Linked DNA regions of Cyprinus carpio: region 1 is linked to region 2. A link is a contact called in public Hi-C data. All regions are on one chromosome and are shown on one strand. The core of a region is the stretch at or near the end of the contact, and the rest is flanking DNA. Distances in the headings are between cores, read along the strand shown. Region 1 holds the start of snx29 (sorting nexin-29). Region 2 holds the start of LOC109068867 (myocardin-related transcription factor B-like).

What was found. Hi-C and Micro-C count contacts between places; a contact is called where the count stands out from the background.
Region 1: a Hi-C map of skeletal muscle shows a contact between it and region 2, with 5 times the contacts expected there. The contact joins the promoter of snx29 here to the promoter of LOC109068867 in region 2. A contact is called at or near these places in 3 of 8 Hi-C or Micro-C datasets (liver and skeletal muscle).

The regions. Positions count from the first base shown.
Region 1 is chrB12:11,485,332-11,490,676 of ASM1834038v1, reverse strand. It overlaps snx29 (sorting nexin-29), which reads left to right and starts at 3,318. Exons shown (of 23, transcript XM_042735346.1): 1 at 3,318-3,704; 2 at 3,833-3,838; 3 at 4,007-4,086; 4 at 4,635-4,699; 5 at 5,344-5,345. The coding sequence starts at 4,032. It overlaps LOC109107798 (tumor necrosis factor receptor superfamily member 17-like), which reads left to right and starts at 1,156. Exons shown (of 3, transcript XM_019120995.2): 1 at 1,156-1,355; 2 at 1,939-2,079; 3 at 2,362-3,151. The coding sequence starts at 1,202. The coding sequence ends at 2,573. LOC109107285 (a long non-coding RNA gene) reads left to right here. Exons shown (of 2, transcript XR_006156087.1): 2 at 1-76.
Region 2 is chrB12:11,231,025-11,236,368 of ASM1834038v1, reverse strand. LOC109068867 (myocardin-related transcription factor B-like) reads left to right here and starts at 1,281. Exons shown (of 15, transcript XM_042735343.1): 1 at 1,281-1,805. ercc4 (DNA repair endonuclease XPF) reads left to right here. Exons shown (of 11, transcript XM_042735344.1): 11 at 1-1,162. The coding sequence ends at 83.

The DNA.
Region 1 (5,345 bases), core at 2,069-4,568, 250 kb before region 2:
TTATAGCAGTATCAGGAATCTATTATTTGTGTGTTATGTATACAGACTTTTGCAATTAAAATAATTTAAGAACATATTTATTAGTCCGTTTTTATTTTATTCGAAAGGTCACTATTGAAAGTTTAAACTATTGACACACTGTAAAAAATGATGATAAAATTAACTATAAAAGACTTTGGTTAACAGGAAGATACCTACATATGAGTACAAATTGTAATATAATGTTAGTTTACAGTAAAACTGTTAAATGCAAATGTAAAGTATTATTTCATGTTTTGCCCATGGTGACACTTCACATTTGATGGTATTTCTTTTAGGTTTTAGTTATCATTCATATATATTAGGGTTTTATGTTACAATTAATGTTATTAATGTTTATTGCATTATTTTAGTGTCAATGTGTGTTACATGAATGTAGACGGTATATAAATGGGAAGTCATGGCCTAATGGTTAGAGAGTTTAACTCCTAACCCTAAGGTTGTGGGTTCGAGTCTCAACTGAGGTGCCCTTGAGCAACCCCAAATCGAACCCCCAATTGTTCCCCGGGCGCCGCAGCATAAACGGCTGCCCACTGTTCCGGGTGTGTGTTCACGGTCTTACGTCACTTTTTTCACATTTTTAGAGTTAGTAATGTATGAGTCAAAATCACAGCACGAATTCTGAGTATGGGTCACCATACTTGGCTGTATGTCACTTCACTCATATTAGTATTTATTTACCTCAGCTTGTGGAAAGGCTGCTTGTGATGAACTTTGGTTCTTCATGTGGTTTTCTCTTTACTACCTGTGTTGTTATGGTGGTTATCAGTATATGTTAAAGGTACAAAACAGATTTTAGTAGCACGTGGACTTCACAGGCTTGAATTGTAATTTAAAAAAAAAAAATGATAGTTTTAAACTGTAAAATTTATAGGTTGTTTTATAAATATGGACAGAATTATTCCGAAGCTGCTAGTTTTTGTCTGTAAAAACAATATTTTTTTTCTTTTTCTCAATGTAGTTATATAAATAGATCAAAATGGATTTTTTTAGTCATTTTGTCATGAGACAATGTGACTAAAATTTAAACTGATGTCAACGTGAAAGACAAAAATGTTGATGCCTCAGGGACATCCCCTTCTTGAGACATATTTACATACTGGGGCATAATAAAATGTTGGCTGCTGTGTAAGTTCAGTGACGCCTAGCACCTCAGTGGAAGATGCTTCTCTTTATTTTGCTGCTTTACATTATTATTTATGCTGAGGGAAAATGTGCAAAGAATTATTATTACGATGGACTTCTTGAGGAGTGTCAGCATTGCTCCATTAGATGCAACTCCCCACCAATTATTTGCAAAATATTTTGTACCTCAAGTAAGTATCATTTTTATATCTGATTTAAAACCTTTTTCATTTCATTTTCATTTTCAAAACTAAGACTAAGATAGTTGTACAAGCACATTGAATTTACTCATTTTATGTATAAATGTAATAGTTACAGTTATGGTAAGTCAACATACTACTTGCAGAATCAGTAAGTTGTTTTGTCTTGTAACATTTATATATATATATATATATATATATATATATATATATATATATATATATATATATATATATACATATACATATATATGTTAAAAGTCAAATATGTTAAAAGACAATCTTGAGGATATAAACTAATTTGTCTTTTGAAATATATGGGTAATAGAAATGCATAAAAATAGCAATTCAGAGTTTCTTTAGAACAGTGCAACAAAAAATACCAAATGCAATTATTCTTTTTTCTTTTTTTCAAAGAATAGTATTTTTAAATACAATAATTTAAACAAAATAATTTAAACTTTTGTTATTTCTGCAAAAGGAATGGCCACTTATGAGTAGAACTGTATGATGAAGTCCACAATGTTTTATGATTTCAGTCTCTTATTCAGTACCTCTTATGTGTCCTTTTCAGTTCCAGAAAATGAAGTTGAAAAGAATCAAAATATCCGTTTAATTTTGATCGTGTTTTTTGCGTTCCTGGGAGCTTTCACAGCACTGACCATTATTCTGCGAGTTATACGCAGAAAAACCTGTAAGCCCATCATGAACAAAGGTATATTGCACTTTTGATAGAAAAATGTAGACAGTTTTGTCCAAATTATAATACATTGCTTCAAATATTAGCACTTTACTATAAGTGTCATAATCATAGGACATACATTTATTTTTAGTTTACTGTACTTGATGTTATGTATGGCATTATTACAACAAATATATTATTTGATTTAATATGATTTGTATGTCTAAATATGCTTAAGCTAGCAGTCATTGTTTTTATAATGACATTAATTGTGTGGGAAACAAATTCTTATAAAGTCAATGAAATGTCACACAGTGATAGGTCAAGAACAAAAGACTGACAGCGAAAGAGGCTCGAATGTCACAGAGCAGTCTGAAGATACGGATGAAGCTTCAACTGATTTCCCCGATGGATTGAACCAGCATCACTACAACTCCAACCTGCCTCTTCCCTCCACTGAGGAAGGCACTACATTGCTGGTTACCACAAAGACAGTGCAAGCTTACCACTGTACACCTGTTATATAGAGAGGAGGTCACTGGAACTTTCATAACACTGCACATCACCTGGTGAAGGATGATATCGGGCATCGCCTCATCCTTACTCTGTCCAGACTGGATAAAACTGTCACGACTGCTGGATGCACTAATAATGGACACAGGACTTGAACTTGAACACAGGATGGAAATATCTGACTGTCAGAAGTGAACATCTCAGTGTTATTTAGATTTTAGAATTGATAAAATACTAGAAAAAAAATTCACCATACTTTGTCCAAAAGGTCACTCTTACAATTTTTTTTTATCAATGCAAACCCAGTACACATTTATGCTGTATCTTTGTTCAATTAAAATGTGTTACTTCAATTATGAAGTCTTACAGTTTGTAAATATACTTGCATGACATTTATGTAATAAATTCTTAAAAGGATTTTTTTTTTAATCAGCCATCACCTTTTACATTTACAATACATGACATTTAATCGATCTGTTGTTAGGCACAATAGTAGGCTCAGTCAACATTTACTGTCACTGTACGAAAAGAGTGACGGAAGTTGTCGGTTCCCAACAATCTGCCAAACATTTCCTTTCCAGCTTTGAGTTTCTCATTAGAAATAAATTCATACTAGTTTGGAACGACACGAGGGTGAGTAAACGATGACGGAGTATTCGTGTACGTGTGAATTGTCTCATCATTAATCAGACTTTCAGAATCCACTGACGTAGATTCGACTTCCAAATAGTTTTCGACCCACGTGACAATGTTGCCGTCACGTGACACCAGGGCAACGTCATGTGACTGACACGAGCGCCGTACAGTGGCATTAGCGAGCTCTCGTTAGCACAACGATACAGTTTAACTCGGAAAAAACAAAACCCAGTTCACTCATGCTAAATAGTAAACCCTTACGATACTTCATAAACAGAATATTCATAGTTGTGATGCATTAAACGGCTTTAAAAACTGCTAGTGTTGTCTAAGCTAGGCCTCGTTGTACTGTAACTGCTCTGCAAATGAAACTATGGAGAACGACCCAAAATGTAAACAGTGTTGTTAAACATCTTTTGGCATTAATCTGATACTTTTGGGGACCTACACGACTGGGATTCATGTCGTTTGCTAAACCGTTTCATCTGGAATTTCAGAATGAACGGTGAGTTCATCTGAGGTGATGGATTCATGCTGTTACGTTGTTTATTTGTATATACAGCACATGTAATTGTTATCTAAATATTGTTTGTGAGGCAGCCAGAGGTTTCAGAACATTCAGCTCGTGTCACGGTAGTGTGAATATGCAGATCCTTAAATGTCATACTTATTTAAAGTTTGAAATTGCATAAAATAGAGTAAAATTTAACTTAAATTTTGATAACTTCAAAGTGTTAATCTGATCGGTCTGACTACATATCTCCATATCTACAGTAGCTGAAACAACTTCTTAATTTCTTTATTTGTTGTTTTGACAGGTCATTTCAAGTGATACTATGTTGGGGTTCATTCAAGTGCATGATATGAATCACAGTATGAATAACATTAATGGTAAAAGATTGACTGCATATATGTGACCCTGGACCACAAAACCAGTCATAAGGCTCAATTTCTCGAAATTGAGATGTATACATCATCTAAACGCTGAATAAATAAACTTTCCATTGATGTATGGTTCATTAGGATAGGACAATATTTGGCTGAGATACAACTATTTGAAAATCTGGAATCTGAGGGTGCAAACAAATCAGAATACTGAGAAAATCACCTTTAAAGTTGTCCAAATAAAGTTCTTAGTAATGTTTATTACTAATCAAAAATTAGGTTTTGATTTATTCACGGTAAGAAATGTATAAAATATCTTCATGGAACAAGATCTTAACTTAATATCCTAATGATTTTTGACATAAAAGAAAAATCAATAATTTTGACCCGTACAATGCTTTTTCGGCTATTGCTAAAAACATACCCCAGCGACTTAAGACTGATTTGAATTGATGGTCCAGCGTCACATATATAAATGTCTGTATCTCTTTATTTTAAGTGTGTTTATGCTGGTAAATTCAGCCAGTAATATTTCAGGACACTGTACCTTACAGACGCGCAGCAAAATGACCTGAAAAGGCAAAACCTGTTGGAGAGACTTCTTGATGCAGTTAAACAGGTAAGGTGACATTGAGTTGTTTCATTGACTGTATGATAATTAATTTCAGTCACTAATTAAAGTCACCTGGATGACTGGTGTTTTAGTACTGAATGAATGTGTATATATATATATATATATATATATATATATATATATATATATATATATATATATATATATATATATATATATATTACACTTGTTAAATAAATTTTACTCTTATTAGTGTTATAATATTGTCCAAATGTACAAGTATCTGTTAATCAGCTGATGTTTTGGCTTAGAAAAAAATATGAATCCTAATGATAAACAGCTGTTTTGCCTTTTTTTGCGCCTATTTTGCCTTTGCCTTCTTATGAACAAACACTCCAGTGTTACATAATGCCCTATTGAGCCATGCCATTTTTATTTTGAGTGCAGAAAACTGTTTATGTTTCTCTCACTTACCAGCTGTTGTATTTAGTGAGTTTAGCACCAATAGTTAATCAGGTTATTAAATATTAATATTTATCTAGGTGCCCATTAAGCTACTGCAGGGGTCTGTGAAGAAGATCTATAATGAAATGACATTTTCAACTGTTTGAATAATTTGTATTTTGCAATATAATAATGTTAGTTAAGGGCCGAAAATGATTTTTTAAAATTAATTATCTTCTCCTCAGTG
Region 2 (5,344 bases), core at 32-2,531:
TGGGCAGTAGTAGCAACGCCAGGCAGCTTTATGAATTCCTACACAATCCAATGGATGTGGTGCCTGTTCTGAAAAACAAGTAGACATCGTAAAGAAGAAAAGTATTTGCATCGTAATCTCAGGTTTGGTAATTGTGCCTGTCTGTTATGAAATTGTTGTATAAAATGCAGTGAGTGAATTATTGTATTGTATTACTGAATATTTAAATAGATAGTTCAATCAAAAATGAAAATTCTGTCATTAATTACTCACCCTCATGTCGTTCCAAACCTGTAAGGCCTTCGTTCATCTTTGAAACACATTAAGATATTTTTGATGAATTCCGAGAGCTCTCTGACCCTCCCATAGACAGCAACGATCCTAACATGATCAAGGTCCAGAACATAGTAAGGACATTGTTAAAATAATTCATATGAGATCAATTGTTCAACCGTAATACGAGAGTATGAAGCTATGAGAAAACTTTTTTTGTGTGCAAAGAAAACAAAAATAATGACTTTATTCAACAATTCATCTCCCCTGCGTCACCCTGTAGTGCCATTTTGGAGAGTATCACATATGTAAACAACGTGTGTATGCAGATACATTGTTTACGCTTTGATCTGAATGTAAACAACGTATCTGCGTACATACGTTGTTTATGTGTGTGATACTCTCCAAAATGCCACTAGGGTGATGCGGAGGAGACGAATCGTTGAATGAAGTCATTATTTTAGTTTTCTTTGCGCACAAAAAGTATTCTCGTAGCTTCGTGAAATTACGGTTGAACCACTGATGTCACATGGATTATTTTAACGATGTCCTTACTATTTTTCTTGACCTAGATAGGGTTAGAACCCTTGCTGTCTATGGGAACTTCAGAAAGCTCTCAGATTTCATTAAAAATTTGTTATTCGAAGTTGAATGAAGGCCTTACAGGTTTGGAACGACATAAGTAATTAGTAATAAATGACAGAATTTTTATTTTGGTTAACTATCCCTTTAAAATTTAAATACCTTGTTTGCTAGAATCAAACTTTCCAGTTTGTAATGACTAGTGACATTGCTGTGTGATATTTAAATGCTGTTATTTGCTTATTTTAAAATGTAATATTTTCATTGGCAAATTCCACTTTTAGAAAAAGTTAAAATTTGTGTCATGAATAAATTATTTCTGTAATTATCTCTGTGTATTTAACACAATATTTAAATCCTGTCATTTACTCACTCAGATATTGTTCCAAAACTGCAGGATGTTGTTCTTTGACTACTTTTATAATAACTCAGTGTTTCCGTACCATGAAGGTAATTGGTGACTGAGAAGTAAAAGTGAAACGAAAATCTATATTTTTGGGTTAACTGTACCTTTAATCAATCCTGCCTAAATCAGCAGTAATTTTATTCAAATTAAACACATTTTAATGAAGTTGTAACATATACAAAAAGATAGACGGAACATTGGCGCCCCACGATGGTGACTGGCCTGTAACACCTCTGTTTGCGTCACCGAGTTCAGACGAGCATCGGCCATCTTACTTCCTCAAAAAAAGAGAAAAACTTCAGTCCCAAAGAAAAACAGAATCAATCCCTGGATACATGGGTGACAACATCAAGGACAGTTATGGAGTATTAAACCAAGGGGCTACAGCAAGCTAGACACAGCTATAGGGAACAGGGTAAGAAGCGACATTATATGGCAGTAAGAGATTTAATGTGTAGCGCTGTAGTTCTCATGCTAGACTGTTTGCTGATTTGAGGATTGAGCCATTGACAATCACGGAGCATGACGGTCATGTACACTCTAAAATAAAAACAAACATGAAACTGTGAGTATTCTCGGATGAGCTTTACATTACCTGTATGTCGTGAAAAAAGGCTACTTGCATGATAACTTACTGTATTATCTGTAAACATTGAGTTTTGATGTCTGTAGATCAACACTGCTGTTTCACATGATGTTTATGCTGAGACACTGGGGTTTACATGTTGAGCCCCTCAGTGTCAGCTACTGTAGGCCGAGGAGAAGGGTCTGTTGATGATTTAAGTATCTGTATGGCAGAAAGATTAAACGCACTGGAAGTTTTTGCATCCTCTTTGTGTCTCATTGACTCTCCTGGTGAAACCGAAACTCCATGTGAATGAGTGTAAACAACCTATTAGATCTGCAGTCTTCAAACAACTCGTGAGTCATACACAGGTGTAACTTTATATGGGAAGCTCTTAGACTACACTCCTGGCATCTCCACTTCATGCCACCGCAAGTCATGAATGTCAGAAATCAAATTCTGTAGTGCCTGGTTGCAAGATTTATGCTCTGTCATGTGTTTTTGATTAGAAATGTATAGTTTGCCACAAAATCGAGATTTCACATGCTATTATTTGCTTGATCTTTCTTGGTTTCATGCAAATTTTGTTTTTACCACATTATCCACATATCTAGATTTCTTATAAATACAGAAAGCAGCATTTTTTTTATTTTTTTTTTTATTTTACCAAGTGTATCCTGTAGTCTCAGCTATTGACTACGATCCCTAAGTTTTGATTAGTTAACCAGCAGTCCTCAACCTTTTTCGGACAAAGAACCCCTAGGTGAGACATACTGCATAAAATTGAGTGTTGTCTGTTTAATAATAGTGTGTTTAGTATCATATTATTGTTACTAGGGATGCACAATATATCGGCCACCATATCGTTATCGGCCGATAAATGCTAATTTTTTCTGTTATCGGTATCGGCCCAATAAGAAAATTTGGCCGATATCTTACAGCAGATAAATAATGCATTTTATCCTTCAGAAACACTTGACCTGAGACAACTTGTTTGCATTATTTATGCATTATTTTATTTATTTGTAAGAATTTTTGTGATGAAATTTGGTAATGGGAGAGTAAAACTATTTTTAAAATGTACACTGTTCAAACTAGGCTGCTTATGTTGAAGTTTTTGGGTTGTGGCTTTTAATAATGAGACCTTTTTTTGTAATCAGGCTCTCAAAAGTACATAAAATTTTGGATATAGATTTATCGGCCAACATATCGGTTATCGGCATTCAAATAAAAAAATTATTATTGGTTATCAAAAAAAAACAAAATCATCATAAAAGCTCAACACAAATTGTTACTGTATAATTATTATACTTATTGTGTGAGAGAATGACACATTTAGCTCAGAGTTGTTATCATTAATTAAAACTATGAAAGTTTTTGAAATTAAGCTGAATTTAACATAAATATAATATGAATGTGAAGTGTATTGTAAATAACAAAGGAAAATACTACATATGGAAATCAGAAATGTTGTAAGTAACTGCAATGAATTAAGTTGACTTTAACAGGAAGTTCTAAAATAAAAACTGAAATATAAAAATAAAGCTAAATAGAAATATAAAAAAAGAAAGTAATAAAATGACAGCCGTACACAACAAACTTAAAATGAAAACTGAAAATATAAAACAAAATCTAATTCAATATATCAAGTAATGCTTTATAAATTATACTAAAATAACAGATTTTTAGCTGTACTTCAGATTATTAACTTTTTCTTTGTTTTGGGAATTTTCTTTTTTAATTTTAATTCAAAAAATATTTTTTATAACATTGGCAGACCACCCAAACTTACTTGACTTTAGGATGTACACTGGCAACTGCATTAAAATGCTAAATTGGTACATATCTTTACGCATCTGGGACATTTCATAATGGATAAATTCTTTAGTGTACATGCATGGACTTTTTATTGATTCCCCACATGAAATCATTAATGGACCATTTGTCAAAAGTTAATCTTAAAGTTTGTCATTAACCTCTCTGAGGAAGTTGAGCACAAGTGCTGGGCCGAAGTAAACTAAACATTTATCTTGTGCCAGCCCACCTTGTTTCTCTCCTTTGATGAACACATGGAAATCATTGCTTGTGCACATGAAAAGGATCAAGCATCTGGTTTTGCTTTTTAATTGGAGTTTGATATTTTCCAGAGTATTTGGTCATGGCTCATAATATGCTGTCTCAGCAGAATCAGGTTCACATCCCTGACATAAAAGCCACTTGAGACAGATTAAATGTTGGCCACTGTGAAGGAGAAGCTATTGTGCTAATAGGGTGAATGGAGAACTAGAGCTTGAGGGCACACCTTCCTAAAGGAAAACCAAGAGTGTTGTAACTTCCTTACTAGAACAATGCTTATTGCAACAGACATGAAACAAGAACTAGTTATTAAAGTCACTTTGTGGCTGATTGATGTTTGATCAGTATATTGGTTCAATTAAAATGTTTCATGAAAACCAAGAGTGTGTTGTTAACTTGTTCCTACTAGACTGTTAATGCTGTAAATATAATCCATTTGAAACAAGACAGCTGAAACTAATCGAACTAGTTAAAATCGATTATTAAATAGTCACTAATTTAGTGGCTTCGTTTGCTAAATAATTTTTATTTGCCGTAAGCGGCTCATTTCGTGCATATTTTAAAATCTGCGGTGACCATATTGTGGCAGTCATGAGCCACCGGAGGTTTTAAAACAGCAGTTTAGCATAGCCAATAGTGGCCTTTTTACCAGCTTCCCGTTCTCTGTCTGCAAACATTGTGATGGGTGAGGCAGGCGGCATGAAGTAAGCTCGGGTTAATCGGACGAAGTCTTTATTAGTCACTGAAAAATCCTGTAAAATATAATCCATTTTGAAATCAAATGTAATCCCTGAAATGAAATGTCAAGTTATACCAATGCTTAAAGCAGTTTTTAGTTTGTAATATTTGAATGGTGTTTATTAGTCTCTGAAAACCACAGTGTGCAAAGACTTTTACTTGTTGCAGATTCTGCAGTACAATGTTGTTTGCCCATGTTGTTCCAAAAGCTGATAACATTGCCAAAACTTTAAAGCTGTCTCCAGTCTTATGGCCTAACACTGAGAAGGTTAATGTTGAAGATTTGAAATGCGAAGCATTGCTCTTTTTCACACAATTTTTTGTGTGTCCAATTTTTTTTCTTTTAAATTTTACTTTAAATGTGATTCCATTCAGGTTTCATGCCATTGTTGGTTTACAATTTCACAGCAAAGCCAACAGCTTTTCCCAGGTATAAGGGTGTTTACAGGAAAAAAATAATAAAATGTTTACTAATTTTAATTCGTCTGCTGAAAGATTCCTTAATAAGCTTTGTTCGGGATGTTAAACTACTTTAGGAGCCCTGTTGCCATGGTGAAAACATTAAAAATCGAGATATGCAAGCTGGCAGAGAGTTCGACAAAGGATAACATTAACTCAAGTATGATCCCTGACTTGCAAAATTGTTAAAAAAAAAAAGTCTAAAAAAAACCCTTTGTTAATAATTTACTGTGGGGAAAAAATGGGCACAACTAAAATATAAGGTA